Regions from separate parts of the Ovis aries genome. Here region 1 is linked to region 2. Evidence: chromatin contacts called from public Hi-C data. All regions are on one chromosome and are shown on one strand. The core of a region is the stretch at or near the end of the contact, and the rest is flanking DNA. Distances in the headings are between cores, read along the strand shown. Region 1 overlaps RPS6KC1 (ribosomal protein S6 kinase C1). Region 2 has its middle 140 kb from the start of PROX1.

Evidence for each region. A called contact is a pair of places that touch in the nucleus more often than the background predicts.
Region 1: a contact with region 2 is called in a Hi-C map of liver, with 7 times the contacts expected there. The contact joins two enhancer-like sites. A contact is called at or near these places in 3 of 16 Hi-C or Micro-C datasets (liver, mixed tissues and tail adipose tissue).

What each region holds. Positions count from the first base shown.
Region 1 is chr12:69,839,287-69,844,436 of ARS-UI_Ramb_v3.0, reverse strand. RPS6KC1 (ribosomal protein S6 kinase C1) reads left to right here. Exons shown (of 16, transcript XM_042229219.1): 13 at 825-914. Among named protein-coding and RNA genes, the nearest start is that of TRNAG-CCC, 38 kb to the left of the region's middle. Within about 2 kb of position 3,861, at least 1 of the 54 cell types and tissues checked has an H3K27ac peak or open chromatin away from gene starts, as enhancers often do. A contact at or near this core is called in liver, where this site is marked.
Region 2 is chr12:68,919,827-68,925,116 of ARS-UI_Ramb_v3.0, reverse strand. No RefSeq gene overlaps it. Among named protein-coding and RNA genes, the nearest start is that of PROX1, 140 kb to the left of the region's middle. Within about 2 kb of position 2,901, at least 1 of the 54 cell types and tissues checked has an H3K27ac peak or open chromatin away from gene starts, as enhancers often do. A contact at or near this core is called in liver, where this site is marked.

The DNA.
Region 1 (5,150 bases), core at 2,612-5,111, 920 kb before region 2:
TGTGGGCCTGAAGCCCACAGTATAACAGAGAAACACTATATACAGGGGGATCTTGGGATGTTATTTTTACCAGCTGTTGATCATAGTAATACGGGAGACATGTCTTTGTTACACAGTTCAGAGTCTAAGTTCCCAGGACTTCACGTGGTTGAGTCACCAGGAACTACAAACAGCACAGAGGAAAGCTTAGTCCACATTTCTGACCCACTCTCAGGTGCTAATGAATATAACGTAAATACAGACACTTTAAAAACTGAAGAAGTCTTGCTGTTTACAGATCAAACTGATGATTTGGCTAAAGAGGAACCCGCTATATTTCAGAGAGACTTGGAGCCTAAGCAAGCGAGTGGGCTAGCACAAGAAGGAGACAAGGAAATACATCAGATTTTTGAGGACCTTGATAAAAAATTAGCACTAAACTCCAGGTTTTACATCCCAGAGGGCTACATTCAAAGATGGGCAGCTGAAATGGTGGTAGCCCTTGATGCTTTACATAGAGAGGGGATTGTGTGCCGCGATTTGAACCCAAACAACATCTTATTGAATGATAGAGGTCAGGAACTTTTGCAAATGCATTTCTTTTTATTCGCTGTTGCTTCCAATTAACTGAGTAGGCGTTTTATCTTGTAATTAGTATCTTCATTTCCTGTCTAGAGCTTCATTATCAGTGCAGCAAATTCACCCCCAGTAATAGCTTCTAGTACTTAATGATGCCATTATTCTTAATGATACTGTTTTTAGCTACAAAAGGAGTAATTACAGTTCACTTCTGCAGAAAATGGAAGAGAAAAATGTTTTGATTTCTCCTGTCGTTTTGTTTTTAGGACACATTCAGCTAACGTATTTTAGCAGGTGGAGTGAGGTTGAAGATTCCTGTGACAGCGATGCCATAGAGAGAATGTACTGTGCCCCAGGTTAGAGCCATCTCCTAAATGTCTCACTTGCAAAAGTAGTTCATCAGCTCTCATTTCTTTATCAAAGTTATATTTTCACTAGCCATTGATAAAATATTGGATCTGGTTATCTCTTTAACCCTTTAACCTAAAAAAGATTATTTGGGGGATAAAATCATTATATGGTCCATAGCATATGTGTATATGTATATTTGTTAGTGTATGCTGTTAAATGGGTTTATACTTCTCTGAGAACTGGCAATGAATTTGTAGAAATGTCTTAACTTCTTAGTGTTTAAAAAGACCTTTAAGTATCCTGAATCTCTTTGAAAAGAAAATTATTTGACTGTATTGGGTCTTAGTTGCTGCGGGCAGGCTTAGTTTTTCCCATGGCCAATGGAATCTTAGTTCCCCTACCAGGGATTGAACCTCTGTCCCCTGTGTTGCAAGCCAGATTATTAACCACTGGACCAGCAGGGAAGTCCTCCTGAACCTCTTCAAATGGATCATTTTTATGATGTGAGAGGTAGATGACTAAAACGATAAAATTCCTAAGGCTATAAATGGATAAAATTTGAAATAAAAAAAAATACAATGTTGTGACTTCAGTAATGAGCCATCCTGACATTTTAGAACAGATTTTAAAGAATTCTTTCCATATTTGAGAAATTTTAGGAAGCGTATTCTTCTTGTTTTGAAATAACCAAATATCTGACCCAACCTGTTGGGTCAGATATTTACTGTATTATCTTTGTATTATCTACTGTATTATCTTTGTGATATTTACTGTATTATCTTTGTTTTCTAAAATTAGAGATTTATTAGAGACTCTCTGTGGTTGTTAGGTCCTTTGCTGATAATTACAGGTCTCTTAAGCATATGAATTGGGTTTGAGTTACTTTCTCTGCCATCAGTGCAGATGGGGCTGTGTTTGAATCCAAAGTTTGTTCACCTTTTGCCTAGTATGGGCTTGCCTCATAGCTCAGTTGGTAAAGAATCCGCCCGAAGTGCAGGAGACCCCGGTTCGATTCCTGGGTTGGGAAGATCTGCTGGAGAGGGGATAGGCTACCCACTCCAGTATTCTTGGGTTTCTTTTGTGGCTTAGCTGGTAAGAATCTGCCTGCAGTGAGGGAGACCTGGGTTCGATTCCTGAGTTGGGAAGATCCCCTGGAGAAGGCAAAGGCTCCCCACTCCAGTTTTCTGGCCTGGAGAATTCCAAGGACTGTATAGTCCATGGGGTTGCAAAGAGTCAAACACAACTGAGCGACTTTCACTTTCAGCCCCTTTGGATGGCCAAAGTTGCTTTACTCATCACCACTCTGGATTGTATTGACATGATCAGCTTGGTTGTTGATTAATACAGTATTTAACGTTTACTTGCAAACCAGCGTTTTGTTTATGCTAACATTGTTTCCCTGCATAATGGGAAATGATTATAATTAGGATTGAAAGAGCTATATGGTTTTTAGTTAGAATTTTCATTGTTAAGAATTATTTCTTTATTGGGGAATAGAAAAGTTTTTCAATATGCCAAGCAGATATCCTCAAACTATTTCCTGAAAACAATGAATTAGATTTTCTTCTTACTGTTACACTCTTTTCTTTCCTCTTTCGTCCCCCAAATTAGGATCGTTTCATTTTGTTTCTTCCCAGGGGCAATAGAGCATAGAACATGCCTACATTTTTTTGTTTCTCACAAATAGATAATATTATGCTGGCTGTTGATCTTATTAGTATGATTTAGTTAATGGGATAACAAAAAAAATTTCATAGTGAAATCACTTTATTATGGTTATCTGGTTTACTTTTTGACAGACTTTCCCCCTTTCTAATTTGATAATAAATAATATTTTAGGTACCAATGTATATAAATATGTATGTTAATATAATGAATTTCAAGGTTTTATTGTTGTTCAGTAGCTAAGCTGTGTCTGACTCTTTGTGACCCCGTGGACTGCAGTATGTCAGACCTCTCTGTCCTTCACTGTCTCCTAGAGTTTGCTCAGATTCAAGGGTTTAGGGTCAACATTAAATCTGGGAGTTGTTTTTTTTTAATGTAAAACCTGTTAAATCGTTAAGTATAAGTGTAGTATAAACCTCGCATCAAAACCAGATGTTTGTGAAGTAGTTTAATGTTTATAACTGACTCTTTATTTCCTATTTTTCTTCTCACTTTCTTGTTGAAAACTATCCGTAGGGTTGTGCTTTGGCTTTCTAGCAGATTATTTTTCTTCAAACTACAGACATGTTTAACATCCATAGCTTGTTGACCCCCTGAGAATTCTAATACATGTGGAACAAAACCATATGATGCTCATCAGCAGGTACATACTTTCGCCTCTGTGCTCAGTTGAATACAGTTTTGTGTACTGAATTTAACACAGATCAGTTTCCAAGTTGTAATTTTTAAGCCTTTTCCCAGAAAGCACAGTTCCCAAAGTTTACCAGCAGGTGGCAGTCTACCATTAATGGATTTTTTCTGTCATGGTCTAGGTTGCCCTCTAACATTTGAAAAAAGCTGTCATCTGAAGAAGGGCTTTGTTTTAATTATTTGTATAAAAGAATTGCACTTTAAAGCTTTGTGAGTTACAAAAGCGTTTTGTATTATGGCATATATTGAACAATGTGAGAAGTCTCTTCATTCCTTGGACCTATTAATTTACCAATAGGATAAAACTCAGATCAGTAATGGCCTTAATTGAAAAGTAACGCTGGTGTTCAAGTTTAGATGATTTGAAACCTAGAGGTGCAGAACTCAAGTTTGTGTACTCCTGCCCATTGCTTATAGTGAAGGGGAGTTGCATTTGTAAGGAGCAAAAATTTGTGATTTACTGTTTCTTTCAAAACTGAACAGCAGTGCTGCTGATAAAAATACAAGTAGACTTTGCTCCTCTTCTCAGAGGGGTGGAAGCAGTGATAAGAAGCTGATGTTTCAGTGGTTAAAATCACAAATCAGTGAACACACGGGGACATAGAGTACCAAGTTATCTTTTGATCTGCCCCTTGTAGTACCAAGGGTTGAAGTACGTCTCCCATGTCCCCGCTTCCCTCCTGTTTCCCAGCTCTGACCTTAGAATTATTGCCCAAGTAACTCTGAAGCATGTTAAACAGCTGATGTTTGGTTAGAAAGTAAAGTTGTCGGAAGATTGTGATGAGAACGACTCACTTCTGTGTAAACAGCGTGCAGCCTCTCCCTCACCACTCCTCTCTCCTGGGAATCCTTATCACACATTTGTCCTAAAAACATTGCCCACCTGCCCTGTACTCTGTAATATCAGCAGTGTATCTTTTTATTTTGTGGATGATGTGCCTTTATATTTTGAGAAAATTTTCCAGTAACAGATTCGACAGAAACTTGAGCAAATGCCAAACTAGCAGGGGGGCCATTATTCTGCTCTATAAATAAGTTTAAAAAAGAAAACACACACAGAGAAACCTGTGAATCAACATGTTTTGGTCTAATTGAGGGGAAAAGCAAGATAGATAAATTTTGAAATGCAAATGATCACCTTCTGTTATTTAAGTATAGTTTCTGCCAACTTTGAGATCTTAAATTTTAAAAAGTTATAGTTATTTCAACGATGTATATTCTACCAAGGATGTCCGGTGTGCACAAGTTTCTACAGTGAAACAAAAACTTAAAAAAAAAGTTGTCACATTTTTATATTAAAGAAAATAAATCCAACAACAAAAAGACAAAAACCATGGAGCTTTCTCTGTCTACATCTGTGAAAAAGCCAGCAAATAAATGGCTGCAGCTGCAGGCCCATCAAGAGGGTCTTGAGAATACGAATTCACTGATCAAACCCAGCCCTGTTTTCAAAGTAGAAGCCATTCCTTTTATATTCACTTTGTATCCTTAGATTATCTAGGATGATTCTCTAGAAAGGTTTTATTTTAAATAAACATCATTCGTGGCAAATGGGTTCCTTTCATACCGTAGAAACACAGAACAGAGTTCAGGAAAAGAAAGAGTGAAGAAATAGTCCCCAAAGTGGGAATAGATTTTATAGCATGACAATATAAATATAACACTATCTAGTTCCCATCTGAGGAGAGTTTTAGATATTTATTAAGAGATGTCTAGACAGATTCTTCTATTTTTTTAAACTTATTTATTTTAAATTGAAGGATGATTGCTTTATAATATTGTGTTGGTTTCTGCCATACATCAGTCTCCTGTTTTTTGTTAGGAGAGATTTTAGAATAATCTGGAGTATTATAGAAAAAATGGAGTTAATTGGTTATTCTTCTCCA
Region 2 (5,290 bases), core at 1,652-4,151:
ACTCCTGCCCCTTAAGCTAGAAAGTAAACTTGAGAGCTGGAACTTTGCCTCGTTCACCATTTATCTTCCCAGCATCTGAAACACTGTTTTTGTTGTTGTTGTTCAGTTGCTAAGTCATGTCTGACTCTCTGTGACCCCATGGACGGCAGCATGCCAGGCTCCCCTGTTCTGCACTGTTTCGCAGAGTTTGCTCAAATTCAAGTCCATTGAGTTCGTGATGCTACACATCCATCTCATTCTCTGCCACCCACTACTCCTCTTGCCTTCAATCTTTCCCCGCATCAGGGTCTTTTCCAATGAGTCAGATCTCTGCATCCGGTGGCCAAAGTATTGGAGCTTCAGCTTCACCATTAGTCCTTTCAATGAATACTCAGGGTTGATTTCTTTTAGGATTGACTGGTTTGATATCTTTGCAGTCCAAGAAACATGATTTAGTACATGGTAAAATTTCCAAACATTTGTTCAATGGAGAGAATGGCAACATACTCCCATAAAATCAGCCAGGAGTGCCTACCTTACTCTCCTTTACTTTAGAAAGCCCAGAGACGGTCATGTCTGGAGACACCACGCAAGTACCATAATGACTCCAGATTTGCCCCATTGATTGACAGTCTGGAGCAAAGGGCAGATACCCAGAGGCCAACCTGAGCACCTCCAAGGGTTCCTGAAGGATGGCTAGTATTAGCCACAGTGAAGACTGCCTTCACCACAGGACCTTCCAATGCTCCAGAGAACTGAAGGCAGACGTCGTTAGGGGCAAGGCTGAGTACATTGCAACATAGGTTCTTGGTGCTGAATAGCTCTCTGGGTGTGCATGAGTCTGTGGGGCTTGGGGAAGTGTGTTGGAAAACTTTCCCTCTGTCTCCAGCTAAATGGTTTCCTGAGGAAATGAGAAATGGAGATGGGGTGGGTGGGAAGGAATGAAAAAATTCCAGTAAGGAAAAAAAATGACTTTTTTTTTCCTTTGAAAGAGGGAATTATTGGCAGATCTGAAATTCCAGGCTCTATGTGTATTAGAAATACAAAAGGCTCTGATTTTTTTTTTTTAATTTTAAACATGGGGTATGAGACACTAGAACAAAACACTTCAAGAATAACACTTTTGAATTGAAGGGTTTGGGGAATCTTAGCCCAAAATGATCAAGACCCAGGGTTCAAGGGTTCATGTCCCTCCCCACATAGCCCAGCAGAGCAGGTACTTTCTGACATGCATTAATACAGTTTATGGTTACATTGCTGGACCCCATGCGGAGAGAAAGGGCCTCTTTATCTTTAAACAAACAGACGAGGAAGGAGGATCTCCCCCACCCCAGCTAGACCTGGATTGGTGAGGCCTCACCATGGGTTTTTCCACTCCAGCTATCAATCTTTCCTTATTTGTGGTTTGAACGAAAAAAAGAGAAGTACAGGAAAAGGGAGGTATAATCCACAGGTAACTCCACTCTGTTTCATCAGACCTTGAAATAAGTAACTTGGTCTGACCCTTTCTGAGCATTGGATGGAATTAGTGTATGAGGATTTGTGGGGCTCCCTGAGTCTCCCCTGACCCAAAACACCACCCACACCACCATGGAGCTTCCTGTATCCTTAGGCAGTGCTTGTGTGCAGGGCCTCAGCCTACACGCCACGCCTGAGGTAGGAACTCAGAGTGTCATCAGCAACGGTTGTAACAACACCAGAAGGCCTCTGTTAAGTAAGTGTCTTCTGCGCACAGTACTGCGCACAGTACTCTGCTAGATGGTACAGAAAAAAAATCACAGCCACCGCTCTGTCACCTTAGAGTTTATGGTCTCAGAATGATCTACCAGCCTTCTCGGGGGATATCAAGTGTGCTGATGACAGGGTTATTTTTGTTTTCTTTGTTTTCACCGTTGTGGAGGGGAAGGTCACAAGTTTTTGTGTCAGACAAAACCAGGTTAGAATCCCAGTTCTTTCATTCATTAATGTGTGACCTTGACCCAACTGTAGCTCAGTTCCCTGGGAGCTCAGTTGGTAAAGAATCCACCTGCAATGCAGGAGACCCCGGTTCGAATTCCTGGGTCAGGAAGATCCACTGGAGAAGGGATAGGCTACCCACTCCAGGATTCTTGGGCTTCCCTGGTGGCTCAGCTGGTAAAGAATCAGCCTGCAATGTAGGAGACCTGGATTCTATCCCCGAGTTGGGAAGATACCCTGGAGAAGGGAAAGGCTACCTGCCCGCTCTAGTATCTGGCCTGGAGAATTCCATGGACTGTACAGTCCATGGGGTCGCAAAGAGTTGGACATGACTGAGCGACTTTCACTTTCACTTTGACCCAGCTGTGGAAATTCCGTGACTCCCTTATCTCATCTATGAAATAGGGTGAAAATAACTACCACACAGAGCTGTTGTCAAGATAAGGTATCCATAACAAGGTTAATATGGTGCCTGCCACACAGCAAATTTTCAGTAAATGGCTGCTATTGGTCTTGGGGGTAGAGAAACAGTTTGGTGAGGACCAGCTGCCAGTAAGGTTAAGTTCTTTGCTGACATTTCTCATTTTTCCTCAGGAGAATACTATGTAGTAAATGCTGTCCTTATTCTTGCTTTGTACTCGTGAGGAAACTGAGACACACACATCCATGACCCCATAGTTAGTGATGGTGAACCCAGATTGTCTGGCTCTAGACACTTCCTCAGAAAAGAAGGTGGGACTAAATAGTTGAGCTGCCATTTTTGCTTAAAACACCTGAATGGGAGATTTCATCACATTCCCTCTCATTTGCTGACACCAGCCAGTGAACATCCAACATCAACTGGACTCTGTCTCCTTGGACAGGCCCCAGGCTCAGTATGGAGGGATGACCTCTATGGACAGTTACCCTTGCCCTGGTCTCCCAACTGAAAACAAAAAAGGGGGACGGTTACATAAAGCAGTGCTGACCTATATTCTCAACACCCTAAGTTGCTTCTGGATCTCCAGGGCAAACACAGATATTCACTAGGAGAGAAGCACAAACTGATGTTCGATCCACTGTTACCCTCAGATGCCCTGCCATTAGCCCAGCTTGGCTGAGAATCAGTGGATATTGACTGATTTGATTTTGCTACCCGTGTTCCTTCAAGAGAAGACCAGCTCTCCCACCATCAACCTAAATGAAACAAAGCAAAACACATGAGCTAACACTTATAATTTCAGACTTTTATGGGGAAAAAAAGTTTGCAAAAAGCTGGCTAGAGTGATTACAGAAGAGTTCTTTAAAAAAATAATGGTTTACTTTTCAAATATTTAAACACCATCAAATAAGAGTGTTGCCAAATGAGTTTCTGGAGATTAGTTTTAATGAACAAGTGATAAAATCTTATAAATGTTTCATTCCATACACATAATATTTGTATAGATAAGGTTTGGCTCCTCAGGTAATTAAACATCATCCCCTACAAACTTGTTTTGCTAATTGGCTTAGAAGACATTGTCTCAAAATAAAAAACGTCTGATTTTTTAATATAAATTATCCAAATTAGCAGATATCTTATTACTGAAGTTTTATGGTTATTAGTTTTAAAATTATTTGCTGTTTTATTTTTTGAAAGAATACTTGAGAAATCTACTGACTAAATCTCCTCTGGAGTCATTAGCATCTGACAAACAAAAGCAAGGACTGGGGGATTCCCTGGTGGTCCAGTGGTTAGGACCAGGTACTTCTACTGCTGAGGGTGCAGTTTTAATCTCCCGTAGGGAAATGAAGATCCTGTAAGCCTCTTGGCACCCCCCCCCAAAAAAATAATAAATACACAACAAAAACAAAAAGAGACTGATATCCAGGATTATCCATGCTCTTTTAATACATGACCTTTAATACATTCCTTACAATATCCCCAAACAACTCCATCATAGTTCCCCAACAGGAGTCATAAGTCCAAGTTCAAACACACAGCTATCACCGAATTGTTGCTGCTGCTAAGTTGCTTCAGTCGTGTCCAACTCTGTGCGACCCCAGAGACGGCAGCCCACCAGCCTCCCCCATCCAAAACATCACTTCAATTACCCAGGCCTTAGTTTTCTATCTCCTGTAGATAACCGAAGCATCTCCATTGGTTCCTCAGAGACGGTGATGATGATAATGTTGACGGCAGTGATGGTGATAGCAGTCACGGTGGTGGTAGTAATGATGATGGGGGGTGATGACGATAATCTTGATGACAATGAGGACTGATTAATACCCTCAAATCTCCAGCAACAAGCAACTTTCAAGAATTCCCATCTTCAGCTCCCCCTACCTTGCCCCCTTCTGAACTATACATTTCAGAGCCTGGAGAAGACGAGCCAAGTGGAAGATCCTTCCAAGAATTACTGTATCAGGTGGGGAATGGGAAAGAAATATCACTATCTGGATTTTTCTAAACTGTTCACTTCAGTCATACCTACTCTTAAATGTGAAGGTGTTAAGATGATGAAAAGACTAAGAAATGGCAAAATGGAGGAAAAGACATTAAGGAGCAAGTGGAAATGTATTTGGTGGGTGGGGACAGGATTAAGAACTGAGAGCCAGAATCTCTAGCACCTCCTTTACAGGTTCTGTTCACCACCATAAGGTCAAGAGGCAACAGGGGAACGATGGCCCTGGTCTGTTCTATTGGTGGGTCCCACGGGAGCATGAGAAAACCCCACTAAGGGTGAAACTTGGCTCACTGTCACCCTTTCTATCACCACTCCCATCACCACCAGACTCCCTTCCAAAGCAAATTCCAATTGACTAGTTAACTTGTATGCACATTATAAGGTATTGTAAGCAGGCATTGCCCAGTGTGAGCCATTTAGGTGAAAATTCAGTTGCATTACTCTTTTTAAACTTGTCAGTTTACAGAATTGTTTAAAGTTAAACTTCATTATAAAGTTACAATAACAGTAGCGTTAAATTAACGTGATGACATTAGGGGAAGAAATTGTTAGCTCTTTGCAAGTGATTAGCAAAATGATGTTCTCAACATGTACACACATGTATAAATACACATTTTACATGAACATACATATCTGTAAGAGAAGTTGGGCTCTATGGGCTTTTTGGAACCCAAGCAGTAGGCAATAGAGAAATTCACTTGCAAAGAGGCTTTCATTATTCCCCACTGCTATTAACGACTTGTATCCTGAAAACAACTTTTACTTAGACAGATATGACCTGGCAGTGAACTTTGCTTAAAGATTATTTTGGTTTTCTGGGAAATTTGTTTAACTGGTTTAGATTTTGAACAAGGGAGTTTAACTGAACTCAAAACCAATTAAATGCTGAGTATTGAGAACCTTGACTCCTGAAGCTAGAGAAAAACAGG